Linked DNA regions of Mus musculus: region 2 is linked to region 1. A link is a contact called in public promoter capture Hi-C data. All regions are on one chromosome and are shown on one strand. The core of a region is the stretch at or near the end of the contact, and the rest is flanking DNA. Distances in the headings are between cores, read along the strand shown. Region 1 holds the start of Tecr (trans-2,3-enoyl-CoA reductase). Region 2 holds the start of A230103J11Rik (RIKEN cDNA A230103J11 gene).

Evidence for each region. Promoter capture Hi-C pulls out the DNA fragments that hold promoters and counts their contacts.
Region 2: a promoter capture Hi-C map of pre-B cells shows a contact between it and region 1, with 4 times the contacts expected there. The contact joins the promoter of A230103J11Rik here to the promoter of Tecr in region 1. A contact is called at or near these places in 2 of 39 promoter capture datasets (liver and pre-B cells), 1 of 484 Hi-C or Micro-C datasets (B cells) and 2 of 9 other capture datasets (adipose tissue and liver).

What each region holds. Positions count from the first base shown.
Region 1 is chr8:83,591,985-83,596,747 of GRCm38.p6, reverse strand. It overlaps Tecr (trans-2,3-enoyl-CoA reductase), which reads left to right and starts at 2,257. Exons shown (of 13, transcript NM_134118.5): 1 at 2,257-2,408. The coding sequence starts at 2,394. All of the region lies in intron 2 of D830024N08Rik (a long non-coding RNA gene), which reads right to left.
Region 2 is chr8:85,058,347-85,063,109 of GRCm38.p6, reverse strand. A230103J11Rik (RIKEN cDNA A230103J11 gene) reads left to right here and starts at 2,650. Exons shown (of 4, transcript NR_110582.1): 1 at 2,650-2,703. It overlaps Fbxw9 (F-box and WD-40 domain protein 9), which reads right to left and starts at 2,991. Exons shown (of 10, transcript NM_026791.2): 1 at 2,574-2,991; 2 at 1,025-1,164; 3 at 810-938. The coding sequence starts at 2,982. Mir7070 (microRNA 7070) reads right to left here and starts at 1,024; the gene lies at 939-1,024.

The DNA of each region.
Region 1 (4,763 bases), core at 1,008-3,507:
ATTTTATAAAGAACTTTTGTCTAAGAAGCTATAAAAAGGCTGGGAGAAAAATAAATGTGTAGATGTCAGGCTGACTTCCTTTTTTATGTTTTTTCTTTCTCTGTGGAGCCAGTTATTTATTTCGTAGTGTTCTGCCTGCATATATACTGCAGGCCAGAAGAGGGCACCCGATCTCATTATAGATAGTAATGAGCCACTTTGTAGTTGCTGGGAACTGAACTCTGGACCTTTGGGAGAGCAGCCAATGCTCTTAAACTCTGAGCCATCTTGCCAGCCCTCACAAAGAGTTAATGAGCTTCTCGACAGGCCAGTGAGAGGCCCCTGAGTTAAAGAATAAAGAGTCCAAGTAATTCCATTTCTTTTCCTAATCTCCTACTGCTATCAGCAGGAGTCACTTGCCAGAAGCCACCAGTCCTGGTCCCCAGAACAGTAAAAGAGGGTTAGTGACCAGAGGGCATTCTCCTCTGCTCTGCGCCCCACATCGGTACCTGAGTGTCAGGGTGGAACCCTGACAGTTCACAATTTCAGTTTTCTTTACAGCAAAATAGTATTGCACAGAGTATATGTACCACACTGCCATTAGCCAGCCGTCGATCAGAGAATGTTTACGTACGTTGTATTTCCTAGCTACTGTGTATGGCAGCCAACATGGCTGAGCAAGTATCTGTGGAGTGAGAAGTCCTTTGGTCATATGCCAAGGAGCAGTATAGCTGGATTATATGGTTTATTTTTTTGGCTTTTTGAGAATTCTCAAACTTATTTCCATAGTGGCTACACCAGTTTGCAATCCTCCCAGCAGTGAACAAGGGGTTACCTTTCCCTACACGCCCTCTAGAATTTGTTAATGGTTGTTTTATTGGTTTTATCCATTCTGACAGAGATGAGATGAAGCCTCAAAGTTTAATTTCTGTTTCTCTAACTCTAAAGAATGATGAATACTTTGAGATATATGTTAGCCATTTGTATTTCTTCTACTGAAAACGTCTGTTCTGATCCACAGCCCCTCCCCCCTTTTTCTGGCAAGAAAGTCTACAATTTTATTGGGCCTGTTATATAATATTATTAAACTAACCCTAAATGCCATGTCTGAACATTTATTCCTGCAGTATATACATATATATATTCAGGCTGCAGACTACAGCAAGCAGAATCTGGCTGCACTAGGCTTTTAACATTTTATATTTACTTATGAGAGTGTGTGTATATGTGTGCTTGCACATGTGCCATGGTGTCTCTGTTCCGGCCTTACATTATGTGGGTCCCTGGGATTGAATTGAGCCCATTAGGTAGGATACCAAATGCCTTCATTTGTAATGTCTTTTTTTTTTTAAGATTTATTTATTCTATATATATGAGTACACACTGTAGTTGTACAGATGGTTGTGAACCTTAATGTGATTGTTGGGAATTGAATTTAGGACCTCTACACCTCTGCTTGCTCTGGCCAACCCCACTTGCTCCGGTCCAAAGATTTATTTATTAAAATAAGTTCACTGTAGCTGTCTTCAAACGCACCAGAAGAGGGCATCAGATCTCATTATGGGTGGTTGTGAGCCACCATGTGGTTGTTGGGATTTGAACTCAGTACCTTTGGAAGAGTAGTTGGTGCTCTTACCCACTGAGCCATCTCACCAGCCCCTGTAATGTCGTCTTTCTCTGCACTGTTCTCTGATGTCCTGTATTTTTAGACTGGCAGCACCTGTCATTTTTTTCCTGTATATTTCAAGGGCTCAGTAGCTACATGTGGCCAGTAGTAACCAAACTGTACACGATAACGCAGGCAGAGACAAAGGTGGTTTTGCTTCTAGGGCCAGCTCAACTGACAGGAGCTGTTTTAGGAGGGGCACCTGTAGAATGCGGTGCAGGTTTTCTTTTCCTTTCTCCATTCGTGATATCTGGAGTCCTTTCAAGGGTCCTGGTGATGGATGATAATCTGAGGTCTCATCTCTTAGATGAGCTTCTCTACATCTACGAATTCACCCCAAGCCTGGCTCTCCGGGCCACGCAGCTCTTTGTTCTCGTTTTGCCGCATTGACCCCTCAGCCTGACGTCGCTGGATTTCCACCGCAACACTGCAATGGGCGGAGCCAGAGGGCGCGCGGCGCCCAGGCTTCCTTTTGATTGGTGGGTGGCCGGGTTTTAATCTTGCTTGCCAAAGTGGGGGGGAGGGGGTCCGCTGCGCTCCTTGGATCGAGAAATCTGATTGGTCAGTTGTGTGGCGCGAGCAGTGGGTGCACCCCACGCTGATTGGCAGGAGGGACGCACGCATAGAGGGGGGCGGAGCCGGAGTCCGGGAGTGCTGCTCCCCGAGTGTGTGTGGAGCTGGGTGGTGTTTGGTGCGGTACGGCGGCCACTCAGTTGCAGCAGAGCAGGTGCCATCCTGTGGAAGAACCATGAAGCACTACGAGGTAAGCAGCGCGGGGCCCTGGGCCATGATTACCGCAGACCGCAAGTGTCCTGCAGGGCCTCGGAACCTTTTTTTATGGTCTGACTCTCCGCCATGGCGCAGGCGCAGTGTAGTCTCATTGCGCATGTGCAGGGGGGTATTTATAAACCTGCCACCCAGGTTGTTTGGGGATGCCTTTTCTTAGGGTCTTGCAGGGCCTAGGAGAAGCTTGCAGCTTCCTTGCAGCATCCTTGATGGCCTGAGTGGCAGGTGTTCAGGAGGAGTGCGGTGCGGAGCACTTGGTTTTGGTACGAACGATTCTCTTGCACAATCCTTGCACGTTGTCAGCGCCTCGGGCTCAGGAGGGGCTCTGCAGCCAGCCTGCCTCTTCCGACCTTCGCACCCACCTCGCCAAGATGCCTGGGCGGCGAGGGAGTTGGTTCCAGGGTCACGCCAGCCCGTGACCGCCAGGGAAGAAATCTGAATGCGCAAGACCATTCTGGAAGCTCATGTCTTCTGACTGTATCTTGGGTCACCTTTCCTCTTAAAACCAAATCTTCTAATGCTCTTCTCGACCTGATGATACTAATTTCGTTGTTGCTGACTTTTAAGTAATCATCATAAAACAGTAACTCACTGCTCACATTCATAGTAAGAATACATTAGTCAGGGCTAACTACCGTATTACTGAGGTTTTGTTATGTCCTCAGACTCATAGTCCTCTGCGGAGGGATTTGTAGTTTGTTACTATGTAGGTGAAAGTCAGAGATGTCCAGTGAGTTGTTGGAAGGTCCCTGCTAGTAATTGCAGAACAGAAAGGAAATGCAGATTTCTTTTCAAAGGCATAGTTTCTAACCACTAGCAGTGCGGTTCCGGGTAAATGAAAGCTGCCAAGCTGAGAGTTGTGTGTATTTCTCCCCTCAGATCTTAAATTTGTGATGAATTTAGTCAACCTCAGCCTAGCCTTAGGTTAGGGTTTTTTTTGTTTTTTTTTTTTTTCCCCTTCCCTGCCTGCTCCCTCAGTTTGTAGTGCTAGGCTTAGAACTCAGGGCTTTTCTCCTGCTAGGCAAGTACTCTAAACTCTCTTTGATCTTGTAAAACTGAAGCTGTACAGCAGTGTACAGTATCTCCCCATTCCCTCCTCCCCCAGCCCCTGGCAACCACCACTTGTCTCTGGAAATTGGCATACTTCAGGAACCTCCAATACATAGGAAATAATCCTATTTTTTTTTATCACAAGTTGAATACTAATATTGCTATTCATCTTCTGTATCATGATTATTGTTGGTAGTTTTCCCAGGGCCTGTGAAATGAATCTTGAAATCCCCAGTCTTTTTTCTTTTTTTTTTTTTAACATGATGCCAGAGGACCAGAGATGGGAGTCTGCAATCCTTACGCCCCATCAACTCTGTGCTTTCAAAAGGAGGTTTGTTCCCTGGGGTGTTTTTCCTTTCCCACCCCCTCTCTTGCTCTGGGGGAAAAGCCATGTTCAGTTTGAGAAGTACAGGCGGATGATGGAGTTTGCAGCCAATCATTTTAATTTGCTAGTAGAAAATCAGGCCAGGTAGGCTTCTGAGACTTGGGGCGGGTGCTTTGTTTCAAGGAGTGTGAACACAGCCTGAGGCTCACAGTTTGGCCTGGAAAACTTGATCTGGTTTATTTCAGAGCCTGATTTCTCCCAGTGCCTCGATGGGCTGATGGTAGTTCCTCCGGCAGAGCAGTTGTATGCACAAGTGTGCACACACGCGGCTCGGAGGCTCTGGGTTCCACAGCAGCACAAAGGCAGGGAAGAACCAAACTGGGGAATAGGGGTGGAGCTCATTTGGTAGAGCACTTTCCTAACCTGGGTCGGATCCCTGGCCCTGAGGAAAACCCGGCAAGCAAGCTGGTACACGCCTGTAGTTCCAGGTCTTGGGACATGGAGGCAGAAGGATGCAAGGTTATCTTCAACTACATAGTGAGTTTGATGCCAACTGGGGCTAGAGATCCTGTCTCAAAAATGCAAACCAAATGAAATAGACAAAAATAAATAAATAAATAAATAAATAAAAACAAAGTTTGAGGGGCCTGGAGAGAACACCACAGGAAGACCAACAGAACCAAGTAACCTGGACCCTTGGGGTCTCCCAGAGACCGAACCACCCACGAAAGAGCAAACAAAGGCTGGACCTGGGCCCTCCACACATACGTAGCAGATGTGCAGCTTGGTCTTCATAGACAACTGGAGCAGGGACAGAGTTCCTGACTGATGCCTGCCTGTGGATCCTGTGTCCCTAACTGGGCTGCCTTGTCTGGCCTCAGTGGAGAGAATGCGCTTGGTCCTGCAGTGACTTGATGTTCCAGAGTGGGTTGGTAACCAGGGGGGCTTCTCTTTTAT
Region 2 (4,763 bases), core at 1,401-3,900, 1.5 Mb before region 1:
TTCCCAGCACCCACATGGTGGCTCACAACCACCTGCAACTCTAGTTCCATGGGATCTAACGCCCCATCCTGGCCTCCATGGGCACCAGATGCACAACTGGTCACAGACATATATACAGGTAAAACACCCCACACATAAAATTTTAATTAAAAAAAATGTGCAGCTTCCCCTTCAGAACCTAACTAATCACATGCCCCCCTTTTTATTTACAAAAAAGTGGGGGGGGACCAAAAATGAAAAAACAGTTCCTGCCTTATCAGTTACTATGTGTAATGAGCTGACATCTGGTCAACACATTCCCTGCCAAACCCTTTGAGAAGGCACTGTAATATATGCTCTTTGATAAGTGATGCAATTTGGGCAAAGGGAAATTGAGTTCCCCCACTCAGTAGACATTTGAACTCAGCATTCAGTCTGTTGGTCATGGGCACAGATCACTTTGACGATGGGTAGAGCTGCCCTCCATCAACCGCTTCGCATGAAAGCAGTCATACTGAAGGCTCGCTGATCCCCAGTGACCAGGAACAGCTTTATAGCTACTACCCATTTGCACTTGACCTCTTGACGTATACCTGACAGCTTATTGAGCAACTGTTGTGTGCCAAAGACCAAAATTATGGCATATGCATATTAATACTTAGTCCACTTTCAACTTCATCTTAACCAAAAACAGTAAAAACTGAATTCATCAAGAGTTATACCAACAGTAGAGGTAGAGTCGAGTCTATGCAATCTAACATCAGAACCCAGTCCCCCAGCTGCAGCATCCTCCCAGCCTGTTCTTATCCCCCCGCCCCCAGACTGCTCACCTTGTGTGTGCTATTGCCCTGGGTGCCTAAGGCCTTCACCAGAACTCGGCTGGGATCCTTCCCTAGATGGCGCAGGTCCCACAGGTTGACATTCCGATCCCGGGAGCCTGACAGACACAGTGCCCCACCCTGGAGGGAAGGAGAGCCTGGAGTTAGTTATCCTTGAGGTTCCTCACCTCCTAGCCTGCTTGGCCTCCTGCCTCAGCTCCCCTCACCTGGAGCAGCAACACCGCATCAATGGAAGCAAAGTGGCCATCAGCCAGGCAGAAGTACTCGGTTCGCTGTCCATCCTCTGCCCAGCGGGCCAGGTGCTGCTCCAGCTCAATGCAGGCGGCTGGCCAGTCAAAGTTCTCCTCTATGGTGTAGCAAGAGCAGGGCATTCAGAGGACATCAACTGACAGAGCCCAGCCCTGGCTGTCAGGGAGCCCAACCTTCACCAGACCTAGATAGAATGCTGCCTGGATCCCAAACAGGCACAGGCTCTGGCTTTGTCTCAGGCTACCTGACCACCCATCTCCCATGCAGAACTAAGAATATTTACCCCAGCTCTAAGAAACCGAGACTAACATTTTTACAGGCTTCATTCTCAAACCCTAGCCCAGGTGACAGTAATTTCTCTCTCAATTCTCCCCAGGGGCCTCAAGATTAACCAACTCTTCTGGGTTTAGATCCAGGGACACAGTGGTTAAAACTTCTAACTACCCAAGCAGTGGTGGCGCACGCCTTTAGTCCCAGCACTTGGGAGGCAGAGACAGGCGGAGTTCTGAGTTTGAGGCCAGCCTGGTCTACAGAGTGAGTTCCAGGACAGCCAGGGCTACACAGAGAAACCCTGTCTCAAAAAACAAAAAATTAAAAATTAAAAAAAAATCCTTCTAACTATAAACCAGGAAGCCACATCAAGACACAGAAGCCAAGGGGTGGGAAATATGGCTCGGCAGTAGAGAACTTACCTAAGTTATCCCTAGTCGCTCTTCCTGCCCCCTCCCAAGTCAGAATCTAAACCTCAGGTCAGCCATTCAATGGTCTGGAGGAGGTCCAAGCACCTGTTTTATCAAAGCTGTTTGTAAATCTGACTCGGGGTTGGAGGGCAACTCCCTAATGCAGAAGAATCAAACTCTTCCAGATTAGAGGAATCAAGAGCCTGAGAACCTAGCAATATCAGAACCAGGAACATGTCCGAGACATGCTGAGGATGGGACACGTCATAAAGCATTTACCTAGCATAGCCAAAGCCCTGAGTTCTGTCCTTAAAAGCAACAGCAAAAACTCAAAATCATCGATTTCAAGTTGTCTCTTCCTCCAGAAACCAATGACCTCAAGGGCAGAAGGAACAACACAGCTCTGCAAAGATGACAAGGCTAGCCCAAACACTTGTAAGGCTAAGGAGCTACATGAGAACCTGCCCCAAAATAATAAAATAAAATAGAAAAGGTGACAGGCTAGACCTAGAACTGAAAGATTACTGGTATTAATGATCCCAATCGGGAGTCTAGAAATTCAGAACCTCTTAACGAATCCTGGATCAACACTCCATGGGTCAAAGGCTTTGTTATGCTAGTTGCTGCTTGTGCCTCAAGTTGTTTCCAAAGCTTGGGAATTCTTGGGCTAGGGCCTTTGTGCTAACAAAGCGCAAACCCGGAAATCTTTGGATTTTAAGTTTAGAAATCCCAGGTCCAGAGCACTTCCTGAGGAAACCAAGTGGCCTTGTGGTCGACAAGGATTAGGCAGCACCCCAAAATTCCTGTCTCCCAAGGATGTGCATACCTTCCACCACTGGGTAGGGTGCGCGTACGCGGCGCTGAGCGCGTAGCCTCCAGGTGACACGATCACGCACGAGGTCGTGCAACGCTTGGCACACGCACGGCAGGACTTGAAGCACGACTCGCGCATCCAGGTAGGCACAGATCTCCAGCAGCAGCTCCGGGGGAAGGCTCAAGAGGCCCGGTAGGCGCACGGCCGGGACTTTGGAGGCGGCCTTTCGCTCCGGCACGCCTAGGGACGCGGAGAACATGGACTGCAGTGACGAGCGCCGCGGGGTCAGGCCAAGCTTGGGAGGGGTAAGCACACGGGCTACGTAGGCCTCAGCTTGAGTGTCAGGGTCGGGATCTGGCTCGGGGTCAGATTCCTCCTCACAAGAGCGAGGATCCCCACTCCGCCCTGAGGAAAGATCCATGGCGCCCGGGTGGGCGCGGCTGTACAGGTTTAGCCAGAGCCGCGTCTTGTTTCCTAGGCAGCGCGAGATCACTTCCGGCGCCCATTAGATGACGTCAGAGACTAACACCTGCCAGATATTGCTTGGAAATCAGACGTCTAGTCCTGTGCGGGTGTGAATGGTTTTTTTTTTTTTTTTTTTTTTTTGGTTTTTCGAGACAGGGTTTCTCTGTATAGCCCTGGCTGTCCTGGAATTCACTTTGTAGGCCAGGCTGGCCTCGAACTCAGAAATCCACCTGCCTCTGCCTCCCGAGTGCTGGGATTAAAGGCGTGCACCACCACGCCCGGCGTTTATCTTTTATTTCTACTCCTTTTTTTTTTTTTTTTTTAAGGCAGGGTTTCTCTGTATAGCCCTGGCTGTCTTGGAACTCACTTTGTAGACCAGGCTGGCCTCGAACTCAGAAATCCACCTGCCTCTGCCTCCCGAGTACTGGGATTAAAGGCATGTGCCACCACCACCCAGCTAAATAATTCTTAAAAAAAAAAAATGGTCACTGGGTCCTCAACCCGGGCAGTGGGCACGCCTTTAATCCGGCTTCTACTCTTATATTTGGAATCCCCTGAAGCTAGGTTTACAGGTCGGCAATCACCTCTTGTGGATGCTAGAAACCCAATTTTCATCTTCTCCAAGACCAACTGCTTTGTTTTAGACAAGTAATCCAGGATGGCCTCTAATTCGGTGGGTGACCTGCCTCTGCTCTCTCTGTTGAAATGAAAGGCACCTATCTCGCTCACTTAAAGTGCTCTTAAGCCATGGGCCATCGACCGTTTCAGCCCTGGAGTTTATGCTTTGTACGCATTTGGAGGCCTGAGGTTGAGATGGTTGGAGGCCTTCTTCAATCTCCATCTTAGTTTATTGTCCTAAATTTTGTGTGTGCTCCCGTGCACCACAGGTCACATGTATCAGAGCAACTCTGTGGAGTCACTTCTCCATCACCTTTACATAGGTTCTGGAATCAAATTAAGGTAAACAGGCAGCAAACATCTTTATGTGCTGAGCCAACTCTCACAGCAGGCATCTTATATCTTGAAACAGCTATTGACTAATGACTTTTAGCTAGACTGGCTGGCCAGCCAGTGAGCCTCAGGAAGCCTTCTGTCTCTGTTCACCAGGAGTTGCTCTCCTGTGCCCAACACTGATGTGGGCAATCCTAATTTAGGTCTTCAACTTTGCATGGCTTCAACAGTTAAGCTCCACGCCTAAGTTTATTTTGGGGTCAAATGACCATTGTCTAGGAACTCTGATTCAATTTCAAATAGGTCAGGCAAAACTGTGGGCAATAAATGGTTAAGGACTAAAGGTAGTAGGCCAGGATAATTTCACATAGACGAGTCACAGCTCCCCACAATCAGTCCTGTCCAGGTATAATCTTTCTTTTTAATTGATTTTAAGGGTATCACTATGTAGCCTTATCTTGATCTCTATATAAACCTGGTCACTATATAGGCAGGGCTAGCCCTTGAACCCTAAATGCTTCCAAATGCTGAGATTAAAGATATGAACAGACACACCCGGCATAAAAGGCTTTTCTTCTGACAATTTTACCCTGGTTTTGATTTCATCCTGCTTCCATCTTCTATTAGCTAATATAATCATATGGTCTCATTTGGCACTTTTTTGGTTTTCCAAAACAGGGATTCTCAGTGTAGCCCTGGCTATCCTGAAACTCACACTCTGCAGAGGGAGGTTTTTTTTTTTTTAAGATTTATTTATTTTATGTATGTGAGTACACTATAGCTGTC